Regions from separate parts of the Sus scrofa genome. Here regions 2 and 3 are each linked to region 1. A link is a contact called in public Hi-C and promoter capture Hi-C data. All regions are on one chromosome and are shown on one strand. The core of a region is the stretch at or near the end of the contact, and the rest is flanking DNA. Distances in the headings are between cores, read along the strand shown.

Region 1 (3,753 bases), core at 680-3,179:
AAATGTTTGAAATTGTGATGTTTGCATGACACTGAATATACTAGAAAGCACTGAATTGTACACTTTAAATGGTGAATTGTATGGTTTGTGAGTTCAGAATTTTTTTTGTGGTCCACTGTACTGGGAGCCCCCTGATGGAGCCAGCTTTGCATGTTACCTTATTTCTAGCCAGTGCCTCACACACCGATGCTCAACAAATACTTGAGGGAATGGCACACTTTTATAATACTTGATGTTTATACTGTGCATCATAAATTTAAAGCATTTTTTTTTTTTCATGGGCAGTAGTTTCTGTGTGCTTCATAACAACCAGAAGGTGTTTGGAGCGAGTGATTATGAGACTATTATTCGCCCATATTGCGAAAAATGATCAGTTGTATAACGGGAAAGACCCAAACCCATTTCTGTCTACTTTCTCTCAGGCCTGTTTGTCTTGCATTTCTCCGTCTCCCAGAGGGAGGGAATCCACTTTTTAGTACAATCAGCACAGCTCTAGGAGACTGATTCCCAAAATGCAACCCAACAGCACAGCAATTCGGGTCACTTGGGGGGCAGAAACCAAAGAACCAAGATTCCTTTGCTGAGCAAACATAGCGATGAGGCCAGTGAGATTTTAGCTTCAGGATATTGGACTCAGTCTCCTCAGATACTTCTAACCAGAAGGTTTGAGTTAGTGGGGTGTCCCATGACCAAGCTATTGATCTCAATAGCGTTTAGTTTAAACGTCTTCCAGGCGCTGCATTCAGGGTTCCGGGTTCTGCGACACCCCCCCCCCCTTTTACCCACACACAAACACTCTCACACACTCACGTGCTTGGGGGAAGAACCCAGATTTGGCACATTAGGATCTTTCTAGATGGGGGGGAAGGGGCAGGAGAAGCCATAATGCTAAGAAAAACTCATTTGAAGCCCCCTCCAAAAAGAAGTTTTCAAAAGTTCTTCCCGCCCCTCAACTGAGACGTGCGCACTCTTGGTCAGCTACTGAGCGATTTAACGATGTCCTCTCTTCACATACACCGAAGCGGCCTGGAAGCCTTGGCCGCTTTCCAGAAGGGGATCGCGAGAGCCCAGGGGGACCCATGGGGCGTCTCCAGGGGGTGGGGCGCGCTGACCCCGGTCCGGCGAGCAGGAGCGCAGGCGAGCGGCGGGAGCCCGGCTGGCGGCCCCCGTAACGCCCCACCCCTCCCCACACCGGGCCAGAGGATGGGCACGGGCTCGGCCCCACCGCAAGGGACCGGGGGACTTTGGAGGGGAGTGGGGCGGAGACAAGGGAGCCCCCGACCGGGAGGCCGTGCCCGCCCCGCCAGGGTGCGCCGAGCCTCTGGGCCACCACCTCCCCGCGGGCGCTGGGCGCGGCGGCCGCGGGAGCCGCAGGTGGTTCCCCGGGCCGGCCCTTTTCTCCTCCCCTTTTCCTTTCTTTCGCCTCCCCTCCCTCTCGCCCGGTGTCGGCGGCACTTCCCCCGCTTCCTCCTCCCTCTCCAATCGGGAGGGAGGGAAGGAGCCGCCGGCTCTTTCCTGCCTCCCTGCAAACTTCAGCGGGACTCTCGTCTCCGCTCGCCGCCGCGCCCCCCGCCCGGGAGCTGCTCCTCGAACTTCCTCTCGCCGCGCGGCCCGGGAACCCCGGCGGCGGGAAGGACGCCGCCGGGCGCCAGGCGGCCGCCGCTCGGACCCTTCCGAACCCTCCCCGCGGCTCCCCGGGCAGCCGCCGCTCCTCCGTCTCGCCGCCCGCCCGTCGGTCCGTCCCGGCCGCAGCCACCCGGCTGCCCCTCGGCGCCCCGCCGCCGCCCGGACTGTTCTTTGTGTTGGATGCGGACTCGCGCCCCGCGGCGCCGGGGGCCGGACTGAGCGCCGCCCGGCCCCGCCATGCCCTTCCACCAGAGGACCGTGGAGCCCGCGCGGCTGCGCCGGCCCGAGGCGGCCGGGGCGGCGGGCGCGCCGCTCTTCCGCTCGCTGGAGCAGGTCAGCTCACAAGCTCTGGTCTGCCTGCTGGCGCAGCTGGCCGACCTGTCGCGCTGCGCCGGGGACATCTTCGGCGAGCTCGAGGGCCAGGCGGCCGCCCTGGGCCGCCGCACCGCCGCGCTGCACCGCCGCCTCGACGCCCTGCACGCCGCCGCCGCGCGCCTCGACCACCGCCGAGTGAAAATCCGTGAGTGGCGGGCGGCTCGGGGGAGGGGAACGAGGCGGGGAGGCGCCCGGCCGGCTGCTCCCTCCCGCCCCCTGGCGGCCCCCGGCCGGCTCTCGGGCAGCCGCGCAGAGCCCCGGGCCCGCGCGAGGGTCGGGCGTTCGGGTAGGGACGGTCTGACCCGAGACCTGGCGGCCGCACAGGTGGCGGGCGAGTGCGGCGCTCTGCGGTTTTCGGGTTCCGGGGGTTCCTGGCCGCCTGGGTGGAGTGGGCGTCCTGATGGAGTGGGGGAATTGGGTTGGCCCCCGCCGCACTGTCCGGTCCTTCTGTCTGTCTGTGTGGGAGGCTGAGAGGAGCCCCGGGGGCGCTGTAGGCCGAGGAGGAGCCAAGGTCGTGGGAAAAGGGTCAGGGGCAGGTAGCCTGTTCGGGAAACTAGGGTACCATATAGTAGATAAGGACTTACGAGGGATCCAAGCCCTTGAGATTTCAGGAGGGTCGGTTTGTGAAACTCTGAGGATCTCAGCGAGCGTTGGGGCTGCTCGTCACCGCTCTGAGTGCATTTACCTACTAACAAATTAGTTCAGGGTTTTCTTTTTTGGCGCTAGTTTTTGCCGCTTCCCAACACACAGGCCCCCTCACTGACCCACCAGCTTTTTGTAATTCCGGGGGCCTTGACCTTGTACTAAAACTCAGAATCTCATTCGTCTTCGTCTGATCTCCTCCAACCCTGAAAATCAAGTCTCTGTCCTGACGTGGTGATCTCTCCTAGCACCCATTTCATTTCAGCCGCTTAACCAGTTCCAGTGAAGTAACTGGAATCTCCTGCTGGTTCAAAGCAGGGACACTTTCAGTGTAATGTCTGTTTGGTCTTTCCCCCTTTAGTACATAGACTTGATCATAATCTTAAGTGTGAAGAGTAAGGTGGAGATGGTTGATGGATTGCAGGCTGGAGGGGAGATGGTGGTGTAACACACGCCTGGATTTCAGCAGCTCTGGATGAAATTCTTTCTCTCCTTAGCATCGCTCCGTATGCAATCTTGAGTAGCTGGTTTTCAGTTTTTCCCCGCTCTTTGCTAGGAAAGCTTAGCTATATTTTATTACCTCACAACTGGAAGAGTTCAAGTTTTTAGCACTTTAATACCAGTGAGATTGTTTGCTATAATACATCTTTCTCCAAGTTGTGAAAATACCATATGATGGTTTTACATTTTACAGTACATCTCTTTGATATTGCTGTCAGCACATCCTTATAAATTGTGGGCAGTTCTCAAGCCGGGAGAGTTCCTCCCACTCCCCGCCCCCCAAAATAGTCACAGAGGGGAAAAGAAAATCCAAGCGGTCTCATAAAGTTGTTGGACATAAGCAGAATATATCTACTTAATGTGAATAATGATCTCATGCATCAGGATGTACTTTCATAGTGGAATGTCATGGTCATCTCACTAATCACTAGTTGCTTGTGTGCCTTTTCTGTGTAGTGTCTGTGTAGGGGAAGGAGAGTTTCGCCCTTGAGGAACGCTGTGATGAGGCGGATCTGTCAGGTGAACTGATCCATTGTGGGAACTGAAAGACAAAGAAAAACTCCCTGAAGGTCGAGAACTCTTTTTGCAGCTCTTTTTTTACATTTAAAC
Region 2 (3,753 bases), core at 708-3,207, 100 kb after region 1:
TCAGTTACACATTCTGCAGCAGGTGCATATCAAAGATGGAGCGGCAGCCCGGAGCCTTGGCAGCCTCTGGACCCCTCATTTTCTTTTATGTCATGTCTATCAGGACTCATGGTTTTTGTTTCCTAACTATTTCTCAACTCTCTTTGTGCTGGACTATTTCTACCCATTGAATGTGTGTATCAACCTTTTCTGCTGATTAAGGAAGTTCTGCAAGGAAACATTCTTTTTATATTCGTTTCCAGGATCCCCTATTATATTAAAGTTAGTTGGTCCTTTAAAATACAGAATGATAGACAGATACCTTTAATTTTAACTTGCTTGCCCCTTCTTAGGTCTATTCCCTTTTCTTTCATACTCTGCTTAGAGACTCCGTGTGTTAGGTAGGCTGAGTGAACATGCTTTTGGAAGAAAACTGGTTTTCACAGTCACTTTCTGTCTCATGTCAGTGATGGAGCCACTTATGAAGCTCCCTCTAGAGGTGGATTTGCTGTGCTGTGTAGCACACAGTAGTCTTGGCTTTAGCTTAGCGAACACTCCTGGTACTGACTTTCTCAGGTGGTCTCCAAAGGTTCAAGACATGTGATGAAATGAGTCCCCAGTTAGGGTCGTGTCTTGGGTGGGCTGTGTGGGGAGCAGGGACTTCACTCATGTGAACCAGCCACAGCCTTCTGCTCCTGGATGGCTTTGTTTTAAGCACCTACTCCTCTCAAAGTAACACCTGTTTATTTCTTTGTGAAAATAGCCCAGAAAAGAAAAAAGGCCACCTGTGAATGCCGTCGATTTGTAAACTTGGGGACTGATGAAAATCTTGCTATGAAGCCCTTCACTTATTAATGTCAGTGTGCTCAGTGTTCGGTCCATGCACCATCAGTCCTTTGCCTATCGACTTCAACTTTGTAGGAAGCAGAACAGTGGTTTTCGGCTCCGGCTGCTGCTCTTTGGGAATCATGTTGGATTCTGTAGACCTGGCATTGAGCCCGTACATCTGTAGAGTTAAAAGCTCCCTAGGTGATTCTGATGTACAGCCATGGTGAAAGCCCATTGAAACAGACTTGAGCAGGCACATCAAAGAGTTCAGGGAAAGTGCACGGCCACTTGGAGTCAGGCCGCAGGAACAGGTAACGAGGCTGTTTTCACTGAGAGCCAGAGGGCCGTTTCGATTTTGGAAGCCCAAAGGAACTGGCCACGCTGGGGGCCAGGAGAAATTAAGCTCTCAGGGATTTAGCTCTGTATGGGCTCCTCCTCCCCATTCCCCTCTGACTTGACAGACTTTGACCTTCTCCTGAAATAGCTGTGAATCAGAGTCTATGCCACTGAAGAAGAAGAATATATGGTGCTATTAGAAAAGCCCTTTCTCCACTCTGTTGCTGGAAAGGAAGAACCAGGGCAGGGTGTTTTCTCAAATTTTAATCCCTACTGCCCCCCTTCAGATAATAAAAATGATCAAATAAACTGAAATCCCCTCTTACCCCATCCTTGGAAATGTACTTCGTTCATTAGCATATCAAAGGCTGGGAAAATCCTGTGGTTCTCTCTCACATACACATACATCTCGAAACTTTGAGTTGAGCAAACTTACTTGCATAGGAAGAGGCTTTATGCTTCTGTACCTACAACTGAGCATTTCTTTCCTTAACAGCAGTTTGGGAAAGACTGGCCAAGTCACTTTTTGATTCAGTAATTTTCTGAGGGTTAATTTCTGACAGCTGAACCTCTTTTTAAACTCCTCTTTGAAGTTGGACTGAATTAACAAATGGAAGGCTTGGCAAAGCAGTTTACTAATTCATAACTATATCCCTCTGCTTTCTTTGTGTTGCTAAGTACTATAATCTTTGACCTGAAAGGAAGAATACTGCTAACAAGTAAATATTTAAAAGGCCCCATGAAGTATAATGTTATAATGTGCATGAGTTTGTGCCTGGGGAGCCTGTCTGCTGGATGAAAGCAGTGACTCACTTTTCATCTCCTAAATAGGCTGTTGTTTTACAGTAGGTTGAAAGGAAGTATTTTAAGTGCCAAGAGTTAGATTTCTTTTTCTTTTTAGATTTAGTTGGCCATTGGCTTCACCGATTTGAAGGTGGCGTGTGAGTCAAAACTGCTGAGTGTGCCGGTCCTCTCTGTACGAGTTACGGTGAATGAATGAACTCTGTGCTCCTAAAGGCCACTTGGAACAGCGTGTGGAAACGGAAACATGACTCACTGACAGGCTTGGAGAGTATCAAGGGGGATTCACTAACTTCAGAGCCAGACCCGAGGCGTGGTGAAGCAGGGAGAACCCAGAGGGAATAGGAAACCAGGGTTCTGGTCCCAGCAGTGCCCAGTTGACTGCTTCGAATGACAGTGGCCAGATCACCAGACCTCTCTACTTTCTTTCTGTCCATAATGGGAAGTGTAAATTATTTGTTGCTAGGATCATTTCCAGCTTCCAGACTTAATGAGTCTGAATTCTACGGATTTTCTGGTTTGTGTGGAAGTGGGTGTGGATGTTTTTAATGGTTTTCAGATGGGACTCATCAAGGCTCCATGAAACAAACCTTTATTTTTAAAATGTGAAGTGAATTGCTGTGACAGCGTATGACTAGGGAGTTCATGACAGAAAATGAGGAAGCGAATAAACTTTGATTTACAAGGCTGCGGGCAGCTGGTTTCCTGAGGCTGTGGCATTTGGCACATAGAATGATGCATATGTGATACTCTCAGATAAAGGTTCATTATTATCTACAGACAAAAGCTTTGATCTGTCAGGATTTCTTTTAAAAAGCTGTAAAATAGCCCCTAGCTACCCTGTTCAATGTGCCTCACCATGTTTTAAAAATATATTTAGAACACCCTACTGAAATATATCCACAGACATTTTCATTAAGAAATAGCATCCTGCATACCTGACACCCTCCAAGTTCTTGCTACATGTTTTTTTTGCGTAGTCACTATTGTATAAAGCAATCTTGGAGTTCCTGTTGTGGCTCAGAGGTAATGAATCCAGCCAGTATCCCTGAGGATGTGGGTTCGATCCCTGGCCTTGCTCAGTGGGTTGGGGATCCAGTGAGCTGTGGGTGTAGGTCACAGACGAGGCTTAGATCTAAGTTGCTGTGGATGTGGTCAGCATTGCAGCTCTGATTCGACTCCTAGCCTCCATATACCACAGGTACAGCCCTAAGAAGCAAAAAGCAAAAAAAGAAAAAGAAAAGAAAAATAATCTTGTGTTCTATTATTTTCATTTAATGATTTTCTTTCATGTGGGCTAGATTGTCAGGTACATTGAAATGTCAATGCTATGTCTGTTAGAAACTACCTATGTATTCTTTAAAAGTGATAATCCGGCTTATTTAATGTTTTTTGGGGGGGCTAGCACAGTATTTTAAGGGTCATGAGTAATTCTCTTTGCCTTTATTATGGCCATGAGGATACATTAATTTTCATGAAATAATTGCACAAAAAAGACCCCCAAATATTTTCAAATGGCAGCTTTCAAGTTAAATCATATTTGAAGTTTTCTGTAATTTTATCCCCCTTTTTTTCCTGCTGCCTAAACTATGGTGTTTGTGTTTTTGATAAACTCGTATTAGTAGCCTCTTACCTATTTTTTTCTGATTATCTTTTGCAAATTCTCCACAAAAAGATATTCCTGACAATGATTATTTCCTTATACATATGGGGGGCCTCCTACAGTGCTTAGTGCTTGACTCCTAACCCCACTAGGTGGCGGTATTATTGTTTTCAGTGGGGAACCAGGTTCAGAGAGGCTTGCAATTG
Region 3 (3,753 bases), core at 664-3,163, 73 kb before region 1:
CCCAGCCTGACTCAAGCTTTAGGTGGCCTTTAGGTCTCCCTTCTAATGTGTATTCTTTGAAAAACCAACTAGATTCAAACAGGTGCATAACTGACAGTGTATCTTCATTTTAACTAGGGACTAGAAACCTTATTTCAACTACTAAGCAGAAACAGTTTCTGGCCAGAGATAATACTGATTCTAGTTCCTTGGTCAAGTGAAGTTATGTATGTAAAGTTAAACATGCTCCATGACTATTTTGAATTTACTTTCTCCACCCTTTTCCCAGGAAACATGAAACTTTATTATATGTGTTTTATTTTGCCAACATCAAAAAAGTTACACTATGAAGTTACTCTTGGCGGATATTTGTAAAGGCTTCTATTTATCCAGTACTGTCCCTTAATTTAACCAGCTTTATTTCTCTTACGGCCATCCATCTAAAAATATCCTTCCAGGAGTTCCCATTGTGGCTCAGTGGTTAACGAATTTGACTAGGAACCATGAGGTTGTGGGTTCCATCCCTGGCCTTGCTCAGTGGGTTAAGGATCCAGCGTTGCTGTGATCTGTGGTGTAGGTTGCAGACTCGGCTCGGATCCCACGTTGCTGTGGCTCTGGCGTAGGCCTTTGGCTACAGCTCTGATTAGACCCCTAGCCTGGGAACCTCCATATGCAGTGGGAACGGCCCTAGAAAAGGCAAAAAAAAAAAAAAAATAATAATAATAATAATAATAATAACAATATCCTTCCACATTTCTTTTTTATTTATGCACAAATATTAAATTATATTTCTGCATGTATCATAAGATGAGAAATTTATATGGCTCTTCACCTTATCAGACTATAAAGTGCCTTAGGTACATTAGACCTCTTATTGTATGTTGTGTTGAATTTAATCATGCTATGACCCTTGAAAAAAGACTCAAATTCATTGATGTCACTCCTAAAGTAATTACTTGAGAATTTTAATGAAAACAGATTTTTCTGCCATTGCCTGGACTCAGTGCAACTAGCACTGTTATTTAAACCACTGGCTTAGGCTAACTCTAGACAATCAAAACTAGAGCTAGGATACCTCCAAAGAACCAAAGGTTGTAAAGGAAAGGCTCTATTGACCAGTCTATAATTTCAGATAACAAAAGTAAATCCGCTTAAATCCTGGCTAACAATTTTTCCTTTTAGAAGCATTTTTAGTAACAGAACAGACATTTTGGAGTTGTTTCAGCATGCAAAATAAATGTTAAAATAACTAAATAGAGAAGATGGGATATCCATTCTGCAGAAAGGCAAGGATCTGTATAAATTTATGATAGATATAAACACATTGGTCTTTAAATTTAATGATGCTTATACACAGTTGGTGATACAAAAAGAGAAAAAAAAACAAAACAGAAGGTAAAGCAATGCAAATAAACCATTCTAAACTAAGATGTTTTGAAGGGCCAGTGCTTAAAAATAACCCCCCCCCCTTTTTTTTTCTTTTTTGGTAAGGTAACATTACTAGCACAAGAGCACCGAAATCCTTCTTGCATACCAAGCAACAAGGAACGTTTCAGAGAAGGCCTTCATAAACTGCTTGTAGTCTAACTCACACATTAGTTTGAGGCAGGAATTCACAACCCCCAGGCAGGACCGCCAGGAATCCCTCTGTACATTACCTTATTTCCCTCCCCCAAGGAGCGGAGCTGAAACCACCCTTCGCCCCCTAGAATTCAGTAATGGCTAGAGTGGATCGGGGAAGGGGCTTACAGGTGGACACTGAGGGAGTGGCTGTGCTTCCACTTCATACCTCAGGAAGAAGGGGATCGGGGTCCTCTTCCTCAGCTTGCAAAGACTCCGGGGCCTCCGAAGCCACCGCCGCAGCTGCAGCCGCCAATGCTACCGCCGCAGCTTGAGCTGGGGTCACATCCCGGACCTCGCGCCTCCACAGTGAGCTTTGTTTACGGAAGTGACGTTAGGAGGCGGAGCCTCCGTGCCCTAGGCGCGAGCCTGGCCTTTTCCTGTTCCGCCAATGCCGCTCTCGTTTCCGCCCCTGGGACCGCATTGCTTCCCATGTCCCGCCTTCAGCTGTACCTTTGGCGAGCTTGGAAAGGAGAACCCATAGCTTGGCTTTTATTTTGGGGTCTGTGGCCCACAAGAAGTGAGCGTGAGGGGCGGTGGTGGAGGCAAAAACCGGAAGTGCAGTACCCTTTCCGGAAGTTGCCCCATCCCCTCGGTGTGTATCAGCGTCCACGCACTACAACTCCCAGAATGCTGTTCGAGCAAGTTTGGAGGCGGAACCAGAGTGTCGCCATAGCAACTATCCCGGAGAGTTTCTGACACATCGCCGGCATTTGGCAAGGTAACCTACTTTTGTCTTGGAAGCCAGCGTGAAAAACTGATTCTGTTTAGCGATCCCGATGCAGAGCCCCTAAATGAAATTCTCTTACTGCTGCTATATAGGTACCGTTTAGGCCCTTGAAAGAAGTTATCTCACTACAATCTATAAGCTGGGTGTGAGAAATACCCGTTTTAGAAGTGAGGACTCTGAAAGTCAGAACTGCTAATAAATCCAGGTCTCTCTGTCGCCAAGACACTTCACTACACGTACCGCCTCTGGAGAAGTAATTGACGTTTGAGAGAGATCGAACTTTCCTAACGGGGGGAGAATCCATGTATCATTCCCTAGTTTGGCTAGCCTTTCCTGTATCCGGGTTGCGGGTGGAAAGTTTTAGGTTCACTGACAGATTGAAGAGACTGGAGAGAACCACATACTTTCTCCTCATTTGCTAATGAGGAAACAGTATTAGAGGTTATATTAATGCCAAAGAGGCAGAGCAAAGACGAACGCAGTTGCCTTGGTTTCTAGTATATGTTCTTCTACTGCCACCCTTTCCATATTTTAAAATTCTGAAATGTTTTAAAAAGAAAAACAGAGTAAACATTCACTCACCCACTGTCCAGAATGAACGGATGTTACATTTTGTCATTTTATATCTTTAAATGAAAGAAATAGGTTATTTGAATAAAGTAGGTGCCACCTATTTTCAATGCCACTCTCCTTCGGAGGGGCAACTCTGGTCTTATGTTTGAAATGCATTTTGCTAATCTAGGTTCGTATACTTTCATTATTACTAAGTATTTGTAAACTATATATAGAATAACTTTGAACTTTTGAAGTTTTATGCTATTATGTTTTGTGTATTGATCTACAACTTGCCTTCTCACCCAGTTCTATGTTTTTGAGATCTATGCACACTGATACAGATGGCTAGACTTCACTTGTCTTAACTATATAGTATTCTAATCAAATAGGCTTACCACACATTATTTGAGAATTCCCGTAGTGATGGATATTTAGGTTGTTTCCCATTTTTCACCATTACAAACAATACTCTTGGGTGCAATCTTCTCAATATCTTTTCTCAGTATCTCTTAACTCTTCTCTGAATTGTCTGATCTGGATAAGCAGAGCTTGCAAACTGGTGATTCACATGCTATTTAAATTTTTTTCAAATTAGTTGCTAACAATTGAAAGTGAAGAGATTAGGAGTTCCCATTGTAGCTCAGTGGGTTAAGGACCCAGCGTTGTTTCTTTGAGGATATGGGCTCGATCCCTGGCCTCGATCAGTGGGGTAAGGATCCTACATTGCTGCAAGCTGTGGCATGGGTCCCAGATACAGCTTGGATCCGGTATTGCGGTGGCTGTGGCATAGGTCTGAACCTGCAGCTCCAATTCGACCCCTAGTCTGGGAACTTCCATATGTTGCTGGTGCAGCCATAAAAGTGAAAAGC

The links. Promoter capture Hi-C pulls out the DNA fragments that hold promoters and counts their contacts. Hi-C and Micro-C count contacts between places; a contact is called where the count stands out from the background.
Region 2: a promoter capture Hi-C map of liver shows a contact between it and region 1, with 6 times the contacts expected there. The contact joins two enhancer-like sites. A contact is called at or near these places in 2 of 5 promoter capture datasets (fetal liver and liver), 12 of 47 Hi-C or Micro-C datasets (brain, embryonic fibroblasts, fetal liver and 4 more) and 1 of 2 datasets of contacts at active chromatin or transcription factors (alveolar macrophages).
Region 3: a Hi-C map of undifferentiated spermatogonia shows a contact between it and region 1, with 1.6 times the contacts expected there. The contact joins the promoter of CCDC28A here to the enhancer-like site in region 1. A contact is called at or near these places in 2 of 5 promoter capture datasets (fetal liver and liver), 15 of 47 Hi-C or Micro-C datasets (alveolar macrophages, embryonic fibroblasts, fetal heart ventricle and 8 more) and 1 of 2 datasets of contacts at active chromatin or transcription factors (alveolar macrophages).

What each region holds. Positions count from the first base shown.
Region 1 is chr1:25,734,507-25,738,259 of Sscrofa11.1, forward strand. The region is part of intron 1 of NHSL1 (NHS-like protein 1); the gene reads left to right. Among named protein-coding and RNA genes, the nearest start is that of NHSL1, 73 kb to the left of the region's middle. Within about 2 kb of position 1,930, at least 46 of the 83 cell types and tissues checked have an H3K27ac peak or open chromatin away from gene starts, as enhancers often do. A contact at or near this core is called in alveolar macrophages, fetal liver, liver and 4 more, where this site is marked.
Region 2 is chr1:25,834,699-25,838,451 of Sscrofa11.1, forward strand. All of the region lies in intron 1 of NHSL1 (NHS-like protein 1), which reads left to right. Among named protein-coding and RNA genes, the nearest start is that of NHSL1, 170 kb to the left of the region's middle. Within about 2 kb of position 1,958, at least 28 of the 83 cell types and tissues checked have an H3K27ac peak or open chromatin away from gene starts, as enhancers often do. A contact at or near this core is called in alveolar macrophages, fetal liver, liver and 1 more, where this site is marked.
Region 3 is chr1:25,661,364-25,665,116 of Sscrofa11.1, forward strand. It overlaps CCDC28A (coiled-coil domain containing 28A), which reads right to left and starts at 1,914. Exons shown (of 6, transcript NM_001244669.1): 1 at 1,769-1,914. NHSL1 (NHS-like protein 1) reads left to right here and starts at 2,191. Exons shown (of 7, transcript XM_021087407.1): 1 at 2,191-2,320.